2 separate regions of the Canis lupus genome follow, and region 2 is linked to region 1. Evidence: chromatin contacts called from public Hi-C data. All regions are on one chromosome and are shown on one strand. Each heading gives the region's core, a stretch centred on a gene start, on an enhancer-like site or on the middle of the called end of the contact. The rest is flanking DNA. Distances are from core to core; before and after follow the strand shown.

Region 1 (2,948 bases), core at 69-2,568:
CTGCAGGCCGGCCACGTGCTGCTGTAGGTACTCACTCTGCCCCGCGGGCTGGACTGGCAGCAAATGCCCGGGCGGTAGCTGAGGCTGGGGGTACGCGAACGGCTGGGGCTGCTGCGTCGCAGGAGCGCCGACCGCGGGGCCCGGCTGCTGCGGCAGGGTTACATTCGTCAGCGGCAGCCCTTGTCCACTGGGGCCCTGCGGGAGGACGCCGGGGCCGGTTCCCTGGGGCTGGCTTGGCTGCGGGGCCGCGATCATTGGCTGTGGCCCGGCCGCGGCTCCCGGGAACGGCGGCACCGGAGCCGCGCTTTGAACCACAGCCCCACCTACGGGCGGCGGTGGCTGTGGCTGCCCAACGCCAAAACTCTGCGGCTGGGCCGGGGCGGGCTGGCTCATTTTCTCCGACGGGGGTAGCTGTGACACAGCAGTCAGGGAACTGTCAGTTCCCGAGTCGGGCCCGTGCGCCCCCGGCACGGAGGCCACCACCACCACCACCGACCCTCCGGTGGCGCCCAGGCCGCTGTCCCGCTCCGCAGTCTGGTCGAAAGTACTGCTGTGCCTAATGCAATCCCCGGACCTGGTCAGGACGCTGCTGTCTGAATCCCGCTCATAGTATTCCATGCACGTCCATCGGCCGCGTCGGTAGGGCTCCCCGCTCCCGTGGTCCAGCTTGATGACTCGAAAACGGGAACTGCAAGTGGTGGGGGGCTGTGCTGGGGCCGCAGTCCCAGGCCCGGCGGACGAGCCCGCCGCCGGGGGGGCGCCCGGTGCCCCCGCCGAGGGGGCCGCCGGGGTACCGGCCAGCGCGCCGGCCACGCTCCGGGCCGCCGCGGCTCCTCCTCCGTTGGCGGGAGCCGCCGCCGCGGCCGCCAGCTGTCCGTCCAGCAGGAGGTTCGGGGACACGGTCCCGGGAGTCTCCGCATCCCCAACATTGTTGAGCGTCTCTTCGGAGGAGCTGCGCTCGCAGACCTCCTCGGGGCCGTAGTCGGTGGCCCGAGACACGTCGAAGATCTCGGAGGACACGTCCTCTGTGCGCGACTCGTCCGGGTCGTCCAGGCTCTCGGTGTCCTCGGTGATGCTAGTGGCCACCTGGGCGGTGGTGACACTGGTGATCTGGAAGCAGCTCTTCTTCTTGGCCGGCATCTTGGACATGGTGAGGGAGGCCGGCGGGGGGCGGAGAGGCGCGCCGGCTCCTCCGCGGTGTGGCCGGAAACCGGCAAGGGGGGGCCCCCAGGAGGCAAAGTCCGAGTCCGCGCTGGGGTCGGGGAGGCCGGGCGGCCGCTGCTCAGAGCCCCCGGCCGCTCGGGGCGCCGGCCGCTCCGGGACGCATCCCTCCGCGCCGCTTCCTCCGGCTCTGCCCCCCGACGCCCTCGCGCGGCCGCTCCTCCTTCCTCGTCGCCTCCCGCAGCCGCGGCGCCTCAATTCAATCCCCTCGGCGGCGGCGCGGGCGCGGGCGCGAGGGCAGGGGCGGGCGGCCGGCTTCCTGCTCCCGGCGCCGGGGCCGCCGTGGTCGGCGCAGCTCGGCGCTCGGCGCGGTCCGCAGGCCTCGGCCGGGGGCGGGAGGGCGGCGGGAGGGCGGCGGGGCGGCGGCGGCGGCGGCGGCGGCGCGAGGGGCGGCGTGAGGGGCGGCGCGGCCCCGCTCGGGCTCGTCAGCGCCGGGAAGCAGGGGAAGCGGCGGCGAGTCCGGAGCCGGGGAGTCCGGATTCCGGCCGGAGCCGCGGGCTGGGGCGGGCTGGGGCGGGCTGAAGGTCCGCGGGCGGCCCCCTCCTCCCCGGCGTCAGCCGGAGCTCAGCCCCGGGGCCATGTCGGCCGTCTCCGGCGGAAGCCCGCTCCGGGGGAGGGAGGGAAGGCCGGCGCGGTCCTCCCCTCACGGGGGAGCCACCCCGCGGGCGGCGGCGACGGCGGCGGCGGCGGCCTCCCCGCGCGGCTCCTGAGAAGACTGAGGGGCGGCGGCGGCGGCGGCGAGCGGAGACGCTCCGGCTGCGTGAGGTAGCGAGCGGCGGGAGCTTCCTCGGCTCCTCCTCGGTGCGCCGGGTCGGCGGACCCCGGAGAAACTGAAAATTCAAACTGCTCAAGCGGCGGCTGCAGCTCCCTCCCCTCGGCCAAGATGGGGCTGAAATGGCCGCGCCAGGGATGCTGGGAGGAGCAGCAGCCCCGCTGCCGCCGCCGCCGCCTCTGTCGACTAAAATGCCGCCGCTGCCGCAGCCACCGCCAGCGCCGCAGCCGCCGCCGTTCCGTGACGCGCCGGCGTCGTGACGTCAGCGCCCCGCCCCCTCCGGTTTCCTGCAGTTTCGCGTGGAGGCTTGGGGAGGGGAGGGGAGGGGAAGGGTGGGCGGGGCTAAAGGTTTAAAAAAATAAAAAAGGGAGCTTTTTTTTTAAATTTAAATTTTTTTTTTTTTTTTTTTTTGAATTGAGCATTTACGCTTCAGGTCTTTAGGAGTTGAAGAGCGCAAAGCCTCCTAAATGCGCAGCCTGGAGAAGCCGGACGACCGCGCCAGCAGGTTTTGTTCCGAGACGCCGGAACGCTGGATGGAGGTCATGTGCTGTGTCTAATGTTTAGCAAAAAAAATCTTAAGAGAAACAGGGGGCGATAGAAATGGGGGTGAGGGGGGATTGAGGCAGGATAGAGAGGGGCGCTGCTTAGGGGGAGCGAGTCCCTTAAAAAAGTCTGCAGATAAATGCTGACCACTAGAGTCAGAGGCGAAATGGGGATGATTAACCAAGAGCAGCTAAGCCAGACTGAGTCAGAAAACTGATCTTTTCAGCCAGAAATTCTGTCTCCAACAATGGCATCAGGAGATGGTTATTCGCCCAGGGTGAGGTCAGTTTAAAAAAAGATGAGAGGTTACCAGCCTATTCCTAATTTTCCTGACTCTGCTGTGATTTCAGCGTCGAAGAGTTCATTTAAACTCCCGAGACTGTTGTTTTTTTTTTTTTTTTACTTTCAACAA
Region 2 (3,314 bases), core at 349-2,848, 56 kb before region 1:
TTCTTCTTTTTTTAAAAAAAGATTTTATTTATTTATTCATGAGAGACACAGAGAGAGAGGCAGAGACCCAGGCAGAGGGAGAAGCAGGCTCCCTGCAGGGACCTGATGCGGGACTCGATCCCGGGTCTCCAGGATCAGGCCCTGGGCTGAAGGCAGGCGCCAAACGCTGAGCCTCCCAGGGATCCCCTGGATTACACATTTCTAACAAATGAACAAATAGCACCTCTCCCCTGCACCGAGGCTGCAGAAGTCGGAGGTGTCAGTGAGCTGACTGCAGTGTGGTTGGTATTCCAGGGTTGGCGACTTACCTTTCTTCATTCCGAGGAGGATATATTGTCACGTATTATTCTCACTTTATGTATCCCATGTGGCCATCTTTTGAATCACAGAGCTGCCTCAATGAAATAAAATAGATGAATCAATGAGTAGGAATCATTTGTATGCAGCTTCAACATTATTTGTTCCACAAAAGGAATGCTCTTTTTCTGGTGACTTCCAACCCATTTGAGTCCACCAGGGAGAAAAGCATGGGATACGGCAACCACAGCCTGCAATCTAGTTCTACCACCAACCTGATCTGACATCTTTGGCGGGTTACAAGCTCTCAGGATTCCCTGAACCTGTTTCCCCATCTGAACTGAGCAAAATACTTGCGTTTCCAAACCTTACAATAGGATAGTTAGGAGGAGGAGATAAAAGGTGAAAAAAAGGTTTTGGAGGTGACCTGAATTATCATAGGTGCTATTTCCAGGGCTTCAAAATCACTCAGCCTTTTCCCTAGACCTTTCGGTCAAAAAGTGATGAGGAAACAGAGCCTGGCCTCTGTCGGATGGCCAACCGGGGATAGAAAGGAAAGCAAGACAAACATTTATTGCACGTATCCAGCAGGCCAGGTCCCAGGTGAGTGTGTACATATTTCATACTGTTTAATCCTCACAACAAACCTATGATCTGGTTATCTCAGGCTGCATTTACAGACCAGAAAACTCAAGAATAAAGAATATTTAACATAAATGTGAATCCTCATTCATTCGTCCACGTAGCTCTCCATCCATTTAATGAAAGTACTAAGTACTGCAACTGTAAATAAAAAAGGAGTCTCTGCTCTCACTCAGCTACCTTTGAGGGAGGCCTGGTTTGAAGTTGCCCGGCTATCAACGGGCAAAGGTAGATTCTCATTTAGTTCTATACCTCTCAGCTCCCGGCTCTAGGCGTTGGCAGCCTTCTGTGCCATGTTTCTTAGTTAAATTTTAAGTACATATTGGCCCCAGGACCCTGATGCCTTTTCTTCTCCTCTGACACTCTCTACATTGTGCTAACATTTTTTCATCTTCATTTTTTCATCTCTAACATTAGATCACTTTTTCACACCATACACAAAAACAAACTCTGAATGGATTAAAGAATTAAATGTGAGACCTGAAAAAAAAAATCTTGTATTAACCAGTGTTTTTCCCCCCACCCCCCACGGTGTGATTATCTAAGCAGAGGAAACTTCCAGGAAAGCTGCATTCCCGGATGAGTCAGCTGTCATCACAGGCATTGCCTAATGCCGAAAGGGGATGGGTTCGGGGAAGCTGAAGTCAGTGAAAAAGCCAAGACTCACAGGTTTGGAACTCGAGGTCCTGGAAGCAAGAAGGCGGATGTGTCTCTGCAACCGGGGCCAAGTCTTCACTTGTTCATTTTTTTTTTCTGGAGCACAGGACAGAGTAGTCTTCAGGAGTCCCATGTATTTTTATTTTCTTTTTAAAGATGTATTTATTTGAGAGAGAGTGTGTGTGTGAGACAGAGAGTAGGAATGGGGGAAGGGGCAGATGGAGAGAGTGTCCAAGCAGACTCGGCTGAGCAGGGAGCCAGACCTCGGCTGATCTCCAGAGCCATGAGAGCAGGACCTGAGCTGAATCCAAGAGGAGGATGCTTAACGGACTGAGCCACCCGGGCGTCCCCAGAGTCACATTGAAAAAGAGGCTGATATTTCAAGGAAGGAGGTTCTTTTTGATCTTAGTGAGTGCTTCAGGAAGACAGTCAAAGGGCGGGGGGGCAGGATAGGATGGAGGAGGAAAGGGGAGAAGCAAGGGAGAGAAGTAGGACCTAAGAAGGGTGGATGAGAGGAGTGGTTGCTAGGAGGGCTGTACAGACCTAGGTTCTTGTGTCCACCACCTAGGTTCTTAAGCTGATGTCCCAACACTGAAACCTCTTCTTGTGTCCGGGGTAATATCATGAAAATGATAAAACTGAGTCGCAGGAGAGTCAAGACAAGGTTAATAAAGATGATAGGACACATGGGCACCAGTGTTGCTGCTCTTCACTGCATTGCTTAGAGGACATGCTGCATAAGCTAAATATCCCTCATCCCATGCTGTGTCTCTTAGGAAACCTCCCGACTTGGAAGGGTAAGCATCTCCAGGATTCATGCGGTCGAAAGCAAACACACAAAAGTCCGCTGCTCATTTGTGTAACTCTTCATTCTCTGCAGGCTCAGGGCACCCTGCCCTGATTTTCCTGTCTGCCCAACAGTGCCTCCGAGCCAGCCCCCACCCTGCCCAGAGGTGGACTTCCTACCTGTGTTCTCTCAAGGTACTCCCGTTCAGAAGTTACACCCAGACTCAGCTGAAAACAGGCAAGTCTTTAGGTTGCCATTTCCCATCTCCCAGCTTTTTGGGAGTTTCCTGGCTTCTCTCTACCAACACCTGAAATAGAAGTCCTAAGTCAACTCACTTAATTCTCACTTCTCAGAATAAAGATCAGAGTAAGTCTTCGTTAATCACTCCTTATTTATTTTTATTCCTTTGTAGGTGTGCAACTCATTGTTTTGAAAACTGAGAAATAAAAGGAAAGACTTATGTCTCTGTCTTCCTTAAGGAACCATACCTCTGTGTAACTGAATAGCTCATAAGGGTGAGTTTCTTCTTCGAGAAGTGACTTCACTTATGAGTAAGAAGGAATGATAGAATTAAAAGGTTACTGGTCTGGACAGTGATTATTAATTGATACCCAAGTCACAAAATAGGGACAAGCAGACATTATATGATGGAAGTATACACCACCACTTATGAATTAATCTGGGCAAAATATGAACCTGAATCTCATTAGGCTTCTAGATCTAAACTAACTCCAGGGGACAGATGATTGTACCAGAATGTAATCAGGAAAAAATGGAATTTGGAAAAGCTACAGGACAAATGACACTGATTTTTAAAGAACTTCCAGGGAAAAAGAAGGGAGTAGGGAATCTCTAGATTAAAAGAGACTTCAGAGGCATGACAACCAGTTGCCCTGTATGGACCTTACTTTGATCCAAATTCTGATAAATG

What was found. A called contact is a pair of places that touch in the nucleus more often than the background predicts.
Region 2: a contact with region 1 is called in a Hi-C map of tumor fibroblasts, with 4 times the contacts expected there. The contact joins the enhancer-like site here to the promoter of TSC22D2 in region 1. A contact is called at or near these places in 3 of 9 Hi-C or Micro-C datasets (amygdala, blood and tumor fibroblasts).

The regions. Positions count from the first base shown.
Region 1 is chr23:45,606,321-45,609,268 of UU_Cfam_GSD_1.0, reverse strand. It overlaps TSC22D2 (TSC22 domain family protein 2), which reads right to left and starts at 1,318. Exons shown (of 4, transcript XM_038571204.1): 1 at 1-1,318. The coding sequence starts at 1,149.
Region 2 is chr23:45,662,470-45,665,783 of UU_Cfam_GSD_1.0, reverse strand. No RefSeq gene overlaps it. Among named protein-coding and RNA genes, the nearest start is that of TSC22D2, 56 kb to the right of the region's middle. Within about 2 kb of position 1,598, at least 3 of the 20 cell types and tissues checked have an H3K27ac peak or open chromatin away from gene starts, as enhancers often do.